Linked DNA regions of Triticum aestivum: region 2 is linked to region 1. A link is a contact called in public Hi-C data. All regions are on one chromosome and are shown on one strand. The core of a region is the stretch at or near the end of the contact, and the rest is flanking DNA. Distances in the headings are between cores, read along the strand shown.

Region 1 (4,024 bases), core at 700-3,199:
GGTAAAGAAGTTTTGATCAAATCAGTCCATGTCATGTTTCATATTGCCAAGGGGACTCTGCGAGAGCATTACTTCTATCATTTGGCAATTCTGGTGGGGTAGCAAGCAGGGAAGGAGGAAACCGAGCTGGGTAGCTTGGGATATCATGACTCAACCTAAACATCTTGGAGGTCTAGGCTTTCGGGATATGGAAATATTCAACTTAGCTCTTCTTGCACGCCAGGCATGGAGGCTGTTGACAGAGGAGAGGTCCTTGAGTGGCAAGATATTGAAAGCGGTTTACTATCCGAACTGCTCACTACTAGAAGCGAGCTGGGGTCACATCCATCCCAGATATGGCGGGCAATGCTTGATGGCCGCGACATCTTAGCACAGGGAATCATCAGAAGAATTGGGAATGGTGAAACCACCAACATATGGCACCAAAACTGGATCCCCCGAGATAACTTCAAGAGGCCTATAACATCGCTCGTAGCAAACCCGCCTCAGCTGGTGGCTCATCTGATCGATGCAACCAGTTCATCTTGGAACGAGGAGCTGGTTCGGGCGACGTTCACTCATTTTGATGCAGCGGAAATTTTGAAGATGCCGCTATGTACACGGAGGATAGACGATTTTTGGGCTTGGCATGAGGAAAGCCGGGGAGTTTTCTCTGTACGTTCTGCTTACCGCATGTTACTGTGAATAAAACACAGTCGGGAGGCCTGGCTGAATGAGCAAGGTGGATCTTCTACCGTGCAGAGTGAGAGCGATCATTGGAGCAAAATTTGGCACATTGAGGTCCCTCGAAGTTAAAGACATTTGTGTGGCGGCTTGCAAGACAATCCATGCCAACCGGGGAGCTATTGAAACATCGACACATGTCAACTGAAGATACATGTCACCTGTGTGGAGCGAGGGATACTTGGAGACATGCCCTGCTCACGTGCCCGATGGCTGCCAGTGTTTGGGCCCTAGCGCCGGAGGACCTAGTACTTCAACTGGTCGACAAGCAGGAGGAAGGATCTAGAGAGTGGATCTTCGCGCTCCATGATATTCTTGACAGGGATTTGTTCGTGCGGCTGACTGTTACCATATGGGCTATTTGAGGAGCACGGAGGAAAGCGATCTATGAAGATATATATCAATCTCCGCATTCTGTCAATGGCTTCATCACAAGCAACCTTGCTGAAATTCGGGCTATCAACTCCAAATGTAGAAAGCCGGTTGTTCCGTCTATCCCGAGACCAAACCGGTGGCTGGCACCGGAGGAGGGATGCGTTAAGATAAATGTTGATGCTGCAGTTTCAAGCCATGCTAGATATGGTGCAATGGGGGCTGTCTGCAGAAGTTCGGAAGGGATTTTCTTGGGAGCCTCGGTGCTGGTTCTTAGATATATTGCAGATCCACAGACACTGGAGGCGATTGCGATCAGGGAAGCTTTAGCTCTATCGGATGATCTTTACCAAAGACGTGTACATGTGGTTTCTCATTGCAAGGTGGTGGTTGAGGACTTGAAGAAGGAGAACTCATCAGTTTATGCTGCTCTCATACATCACTCTTTAGATTTTGCTTTTTGTAAATTTAGTTATGAGTTTAGAGCTCGAATTTCGAAGCTCACAACTTAGCGAACTATGCCTTTATTTCTCGGGGGTGGCCGCCATGTGTGGGCGGGACACCCTGGAGACCTTTCATCCGTCACTGTAAACATTGTGACGAATTAATAAAAAGCTTCGCGAGGTTGTCTATAAAAAAACTAACTAGGGTACATCTACGGTACTACTAGCTTCTGGCGTTTCCAAAATAAATAAAGTGCCAACTTTGCTCTATAATTTACTGGCATGGAAATCTTTTTTCTTTTTGAATTTGGCTGGGGGGTCAGCATCATACTGTCAGGTAGGTTCATGAGCGGACCAGCTCCTCACGTCTTTACACTTGTGCCTCTCCCAGCTGCCTCGTGGCGCCCAGACCCTTCCAGAGAAAACAAGCATGGCCGATTCCTACGAACAAAAACTCGGCAATCTCTCCACCGCTTCTCTCAGAAGGCCAGAACCCCGCAAAACTCTTGCCCTGTTCCGGCGCGCTGCTTCAGGAACTGAGTTTTGATCACACAAGCCGACGCATGATGGCGCGCAGGCCGGGGGCAGGGGAGGAGAGGCCGTGGAAGCTGGCTGAACATGCGAGGCTGGGGAAAGGGAAGGTGGTGGGCGTGGTGGTGCTGGACGGCTGGGGCGAGGCGCCGCCCGACCCCTTCAACTGCATCCACGTCGCCGACACCCCCACCCTCGACGCCCTCAAGAAGGTATCTGCGTCTCTCTTCTCTCACGCTGCTTCATCGGTTCGGTTCGGTTCGGTTCCTACATGCGGATGCAGATCCTTTGCTTGTGTGGTTGCATGGCAGGGTGCTCCGGAGAGGTGGAGGCTGATCAAAGCTCACGGCACGGCCGTGGGGCTGCCTACGGATGATGACATGGGGAACAGCGAGGTCGGCCACAATGCGCTAGGAGCCGGCCAGATATATGCCCAAGGGTAATGCTCCCGGCTTCCCGCTGTCTACCAATAATATGTGCACATGTTGTGGCTCTTCCCTAACTAGTACTAGTACAAGAGCAATGCTACATCCACGGGCAATTACGTACAGTTTAGTATTATTGCGTAATACTCGTAGGAGGTTTCGTAGGTGTAGTATTATTGCTAGTGCAACCTTCGTCCAGAATTATCTGTCTCTAAAATGAGTGTATCTTCACGTGTTTCAGTGTGTAGATACACTACAGTTAATTCCTGGCGGAGAGAGTACTAGAATAATAAGATTTGCATTGTGTTAGGAAAATTTGGTGAAGCCATACAAGGAGACTTGTTTATTTATCTGCTTAAAGGTGGCTATCTTACTCCTTAGGACCTCTTTGATTCAAAGTTTTTTCATAGGTATTTTAGGAATTTCACTCCTTAGGATTATTTACTGAAATTTCTATTTGCGAGTTATTTATTGCCGAAGAGGAGTCGGGGTGCTATTTATTTCCAAAGAGAGTCGGGTAGTACTCGACCTCGGGAGCATACACATGAGATTTGTAGGAATTTCCCTAAGTGGGTTGAGATTTGTAGGAATTTCCCTAAGTGGGTTGTTTGATTTGTAGTAGTATTGAATCCTATTTATCAAGCATTTTCTCAGTGATTTCCATGCGTAACATTTCAAAGAAAGTTTTAGGTTTGCTCGAACCTCTTAGAAAGAATCCTTTATTTTCTTATAGTACAATCGATCATTTTTTGGTACACAATCATTCATGTAGGATTCGAGTTTGCCTGACATTCCAAATTTGTGTTCTTTTTCTACTACTTTGTTTTTGGGATCTTGCGAATAGTTAACAGAGCCAGCGACACTACAGTGGTAATAGTGATAATAAACTATGTAAAAGGGGTATTTACTTGCTAGTAATAATTATAATAAACACTTCATAAAGGAATTTGAATAAACACTTCTTAGGCATACCGCTTCCCAGAGCGACCCCGGACGGTTGTCATCGGCAGATCTCATGGCCAAAGGGCCTGGTTGAGCTGATGATCGCTCACTGGCTGGTCGGATTGTGCTACAGTTTAGGTGGCTGCTACCGACGGCTTGTACCAGCGAAGTCGGGTTGCGGCGGATTCGTCTGCCACGAGGGCCCTGGACATGGGCTACTATCGACGGCAGATCTGGTCTGTACTCTCTGCTGCGAGCTGGACCATGGATTCGGTGTGGTGGGCGCGCTGGGCTACTACACATGAGGTGTGCGGCGGGCTCGGCGTGAAAGCAATCCTCTTTGATCTGGCCATTGGCGAGTTCCGGACGTCTCCTTTGAAGAAAACAAGGACTGGCGTATATGGCGCTCTTTGGACACCTTGATTGGACAGGGGTCGGTCGTGTGCACCCGAAACATCAGCATAACCAGCTTCACCGGGGTATCGCAAAGCTCTGTTTTTGTTGACACATTAGGACATGTCTGCACCAAGATTTCCAAAGTTTCAACACACGCGGAGAATGCCATGGTATGATTGGACGACCTGCAAA
Region 2 (4,024 bases), core at 896-3,395, 370 kb before region 1:
TACCGCTCCCCCTCGCGGTACTGCCGCTGGGCCCAGAGCGGTACTACCGCGGTGGCAGGGCGGTACTACCGCATACGAGCGGTACAACGGCCCCCACTGCCGTGGCTAGTACCGTAAAACCCGACACGAAAAAAGACCCCTCGAATCGAGGCGGTACTAGCATGAGACCGCAGCGGTACTACGGCTGGGGGCTACCAGCGGTACTACCGCTCAGGAGCGTTACTACCGCTCTAGAGCGGTACTACCGCTTGTAGCACCCAAGCGGTACTACCGCTCCGGCCCGCGGTACTACCGCTAGGAAACCAAAACTGCCATAACTTCTGCATATGAGCTCTGAATTGAGCAAACTCAAGCTTGTTGGATAGAGGAAGACGAGTAGCATCAAAACAGCGACTGGTTATAGTAAGAAGAGGCAGGGGAGGTATGCCAACAAATAGAGGAGTGAAACCTCCAATCGAGAAGAACCGGCATAACCTCCAACATCAAAAACATCATAGAAGATGCGAGTGAACTCCGTTTTCGATGAACTCGAGCTTGTCATCAAGATGACCATAAGCTCCAAAACTCACAAAGAGAAGAACCAAACAAGAACCAATAAAGATGATGCAAGGATGCAATGGTTTGAGCTCTCTATGAACGATACGATCAAGCTACTCATCGAGAGCCCCCCATTGATAGTACGACAATCGATCCTATAACCCGGTCTCCCACCTACCATCATGAGACCGGTAAAATAGAAAACCTATCAAGAGCAAACCTTTGCCTTGCACATGGTCCACTTGAGCTAGATGATGACGATCTTGACTCCCTCAAGTTGGACCACCTTTCTTGGTTGCGTTGGCTCGATGAAGACTAGTTGATTGCTCCCCCATGCTCCACTATGGGTGAGCCACTCTTCCGCACATCTTCACAAGTCCATTGTCACCACAATGGACGGCAAGCTTCAAGCATTTGATCTCTTCATGATGCTTCACTTGAACTTGCACACCGCAACATCTTCACAAGTCCATTGTCACCACAATGGACGGCAAGCTTCAAGCATTTGATCTCTTCATGATGCTTCACTTGAACTTGCACACCGCAACCTAACCCCACAAAGAACTCTCACGAAGATCATGGGTTAGTACACAAAGCGTAATTGACAATGCTCACCACACCATGGGATCATCTTGTGCGCTTTGTGTGTTGATTAACTTGATTCACTCTTGACTTAGTCTTGATCAACCTTGACTCTTTCCAACTCTCTTCATTTGGATGATGTCTTGAAGGTAAACATGAATGATCACACAATCTTCTTCTTCAAGACATGCTTGCAATAAGCTCAACTCTCACATGACCAATCTTTGGATAATTCCTTAATAACACCTTGGTCACCACATAAACTCCTTGAAACCAACACATGGACTTCAAGAAATGCCCATGGACAAATCCTTCAAATATAACTCAAGGCAACCATTAGTCCATAGAGATTGTCATCAATTACCAAAACCAAACATGGGGCACCGCATGTTCTTTCAGACAGTCTTGCACATTCGAAAACGCCGGCAAAAATGGTCAGCGAGGAGTGCATCCGAGGCAAAATAGTCGCCCATCAGTGTCAAATGGTCGCGCGCCCTGTTGCGGTTGAGCACTCAGTGACCCTTGACCGAGCCCTTGAGAACTGAGAACATGCTCCTCCACACGCTTTGTGTCTTCAAGGACATCCTGCATCATCGTCGTCTCATCCGAGTAGTCCTCCTCGTCGGACGACTCAACATAGTGCTCGTATATGTACCAATTGGTATTCATTGCTAGAAATAAGGGAAAACTTTTCTAGCTCCGACAATTCATTAAACAGTTGCCGGTCATGGTGAGTATAGTAATAGCGGATGGTACTTGACGGGGCGGTCAGAAGACAGGGGCTGAACGGCGACGGAGGAGAAACGAGGTGGAGCCCGCCTGACATGCTAGAGGTCACAGAGACGTAGAGTTTCAACAAAGGTATAGCGTGGCAACCGGAGTGATGAAGCGGCGGCAAAGGCAATAGAAAAAAAAGAAAGGAGAGAAAATGAGATAGATGAAGACGCGGGGTATAGAGTCCGTTGTTGTCCGGACTCTCACAAAACTCCTTGTCTCTAGTTTACGAATCCGTCTTGAAAATGCCCTTGCCGGGTTTCCGGACCTCGGGGTGTCCGTGCGTAGCTAGAGCTTTCATGAGACAGCGATGGTCTCCCTTTAAAAAGTACTATAAGAAAACGGCTGGCTGCACATGGCCACGAGACACGTCCACCAGATCACCAACTACTTTATTTTCAAATACTGATGGCACTTCTATTATCCCTACCAAATGCATACTGCGTACATGTAAATATTTCGGCAGCAAGCCTCGGGATCTCAGCAATATTAGCACATCGTGTACCAACGTCCAAACCTGCAAGTTCAGGGTCTCGACTACATGGAAGAAAGGACATGAATGAACAACAAACTGAGAGGCCCATCGTACTCTTCTTGAACGAGAGTTACCAGTTAAGAACACACCCATTTCACATTTTCCGTGACGCAAGAAAATGAACTAAGAATGTGCAAAGATATCCACCGAGCTGTCAACCTTGTTAGTTGTGACCGACAAGTTTCTGACAAACCGAATATACTTCCCATCCACATAACTTTGATAAACAATCAATGTGCAGTAACTAAGAACAAAGAATTTGGGTCAAAAATTTAACGAAGAAAAGAATCAGCCTGCATCAATGACGTGTAAGGCACCAATTTTCAATTAAAGGTGCCACAACGCATCACCAACAATCCTGTCCCGTAATCTAGATGATGAGAGTGACACTCCCTTTTACCTGAAGCCTCACCACTACACATCACCATTGCCTACCGCATTATCCTTCGACTTAAGACTAATTTCTCTAACTGCAGAAAAACCACCCATCAAGCTCACTAATTCAATGAACAGATGGTGTTGGATCTACCCTGTCAAAATTGATGGCTAATGACTGCTTTCCTGGTCTTTTCACTCCAAGTGCTTTGCCCTCTTGGTATATAGTACAGCAGTAGACGAAACAATCTACCGTCGGTCAAATCTTCTGGTTTCCAAAGTATGCTATGGACTTACATTGCACTCGTCCATGAATCGCTCATCTCGTGCCAGAAACCTCTTCCAGTACTTCCTGTAATTTGGTATACCCAATTCAAGCCAAGGTTTCATATTACCATTGTAGTGCAACGATGCAGAAGTTCGGATCACTTTTTCTTCAATTCCGTACTGATAGCCGAGCCCAGATAAAGTCAACCTCTCATCAAGAGGATATACAAGATTCTGGAAGGAGAGCAAGCTTATAGGTAAAGCTGCAGCTCGTAGTGAGGCCTCATCATCATTGTTCCGGAACTGTAATAGAATAAGAGTAGAAGTGATAATAAGCTAATCACTTCATGCAAGATGGGCCCAAATCATGCATTTTTCAAATAGACTGAAAGTAAAGAGTTTTAAGATAGTATCACAATTGCTCACTATATCAAGTATGGATGATAGTTGGAAATATTGGAATAAAACAAAATACAATGCATGCTTTAGAACTTGAAATAAAAGCAGGCTGACAACAAACCAACCTTTTCCAAGAGTTGCAGGTAATTCTCTGTAACATTATACTCCCTCCATTTTTCCAAATTAATGACATTCAACCCAGACATCCATGCACATGACTGGGGATCGTACATTGCCTCGCCGAGAAGGTTTCTTAGTTGGCCAAGTCTCAGGCCACAAAACTTGACTGCGGCATTCACCTTATCTCCCATATCAAGATTCCACAAGAAAGAGAGATCACGTTGAACAATGACATCATCGTCCAACACAATCACCTTCTTTAAATCTTTAAATATTTCCGGAATAAAGAAATGTGAGTGACTAAACACTGATAAATACTCCATTCTAGATTTCTCGGTAGGTCGCTCAAAGCTACTGATGAAAACACGGAATTCCTCGGGCATATACAACTGTTGCATGCTGAACTCTGGCAAATTCTCCAAAATAATATGCTCG

Evidence for each region. A called contact is a pair of places that touch in the nucleus more often than the background predicts.
Region 2: a Hi-C map of leaf shows a contact between it and region 1, with 9 times the contacts expected there. The contact joins the enhancer-like site here to the promoter of LOC123097577 in region 1. A contact is called at or near these places in 3 of 5 Hi-C or Micro-C datasets (all in leaf).

The regions. Positions count from the first base shown.
Region 1 is chr4D:302,957,464-302,961,487 of IWGSC CS RefSeq v2.1, reverse strand. LOC123097577 (2,3-bisphosphoglycerate-independent phosphoglycerate mutase) reads left to right here and starts at 1,949. Exons shown (of 8, transcript XM_044519353.1): 1 at 1,949-2,281; 2 at 2,381-2,508. The coding sequence starts at 2,102.
Region 2 is chr4D:303,331,137-303,335,160 of IWGSC CS RefSeq v2.1, reverse strand. LOC123097579 (probable galacturonosyltransferase 7) reads right to left here. Exons shown (of 9, transcript XM_044519354.1): 8 at 3,595-4,024; 9 at 2,628-3,373. The coding sequence ends at 3,089. Among protein-coding and RNA genes, the nearest start is that of LOC123097579, 5.8 kb to the right of the region's middle. Within about 2 kb of position 2,145, at least 1 of the 8 cell types and tissues checked has an H3K27ac peak or open chromatin away from gene starts, as enhancers often do. A contact at or near this core is called in leaf, where this site is marked.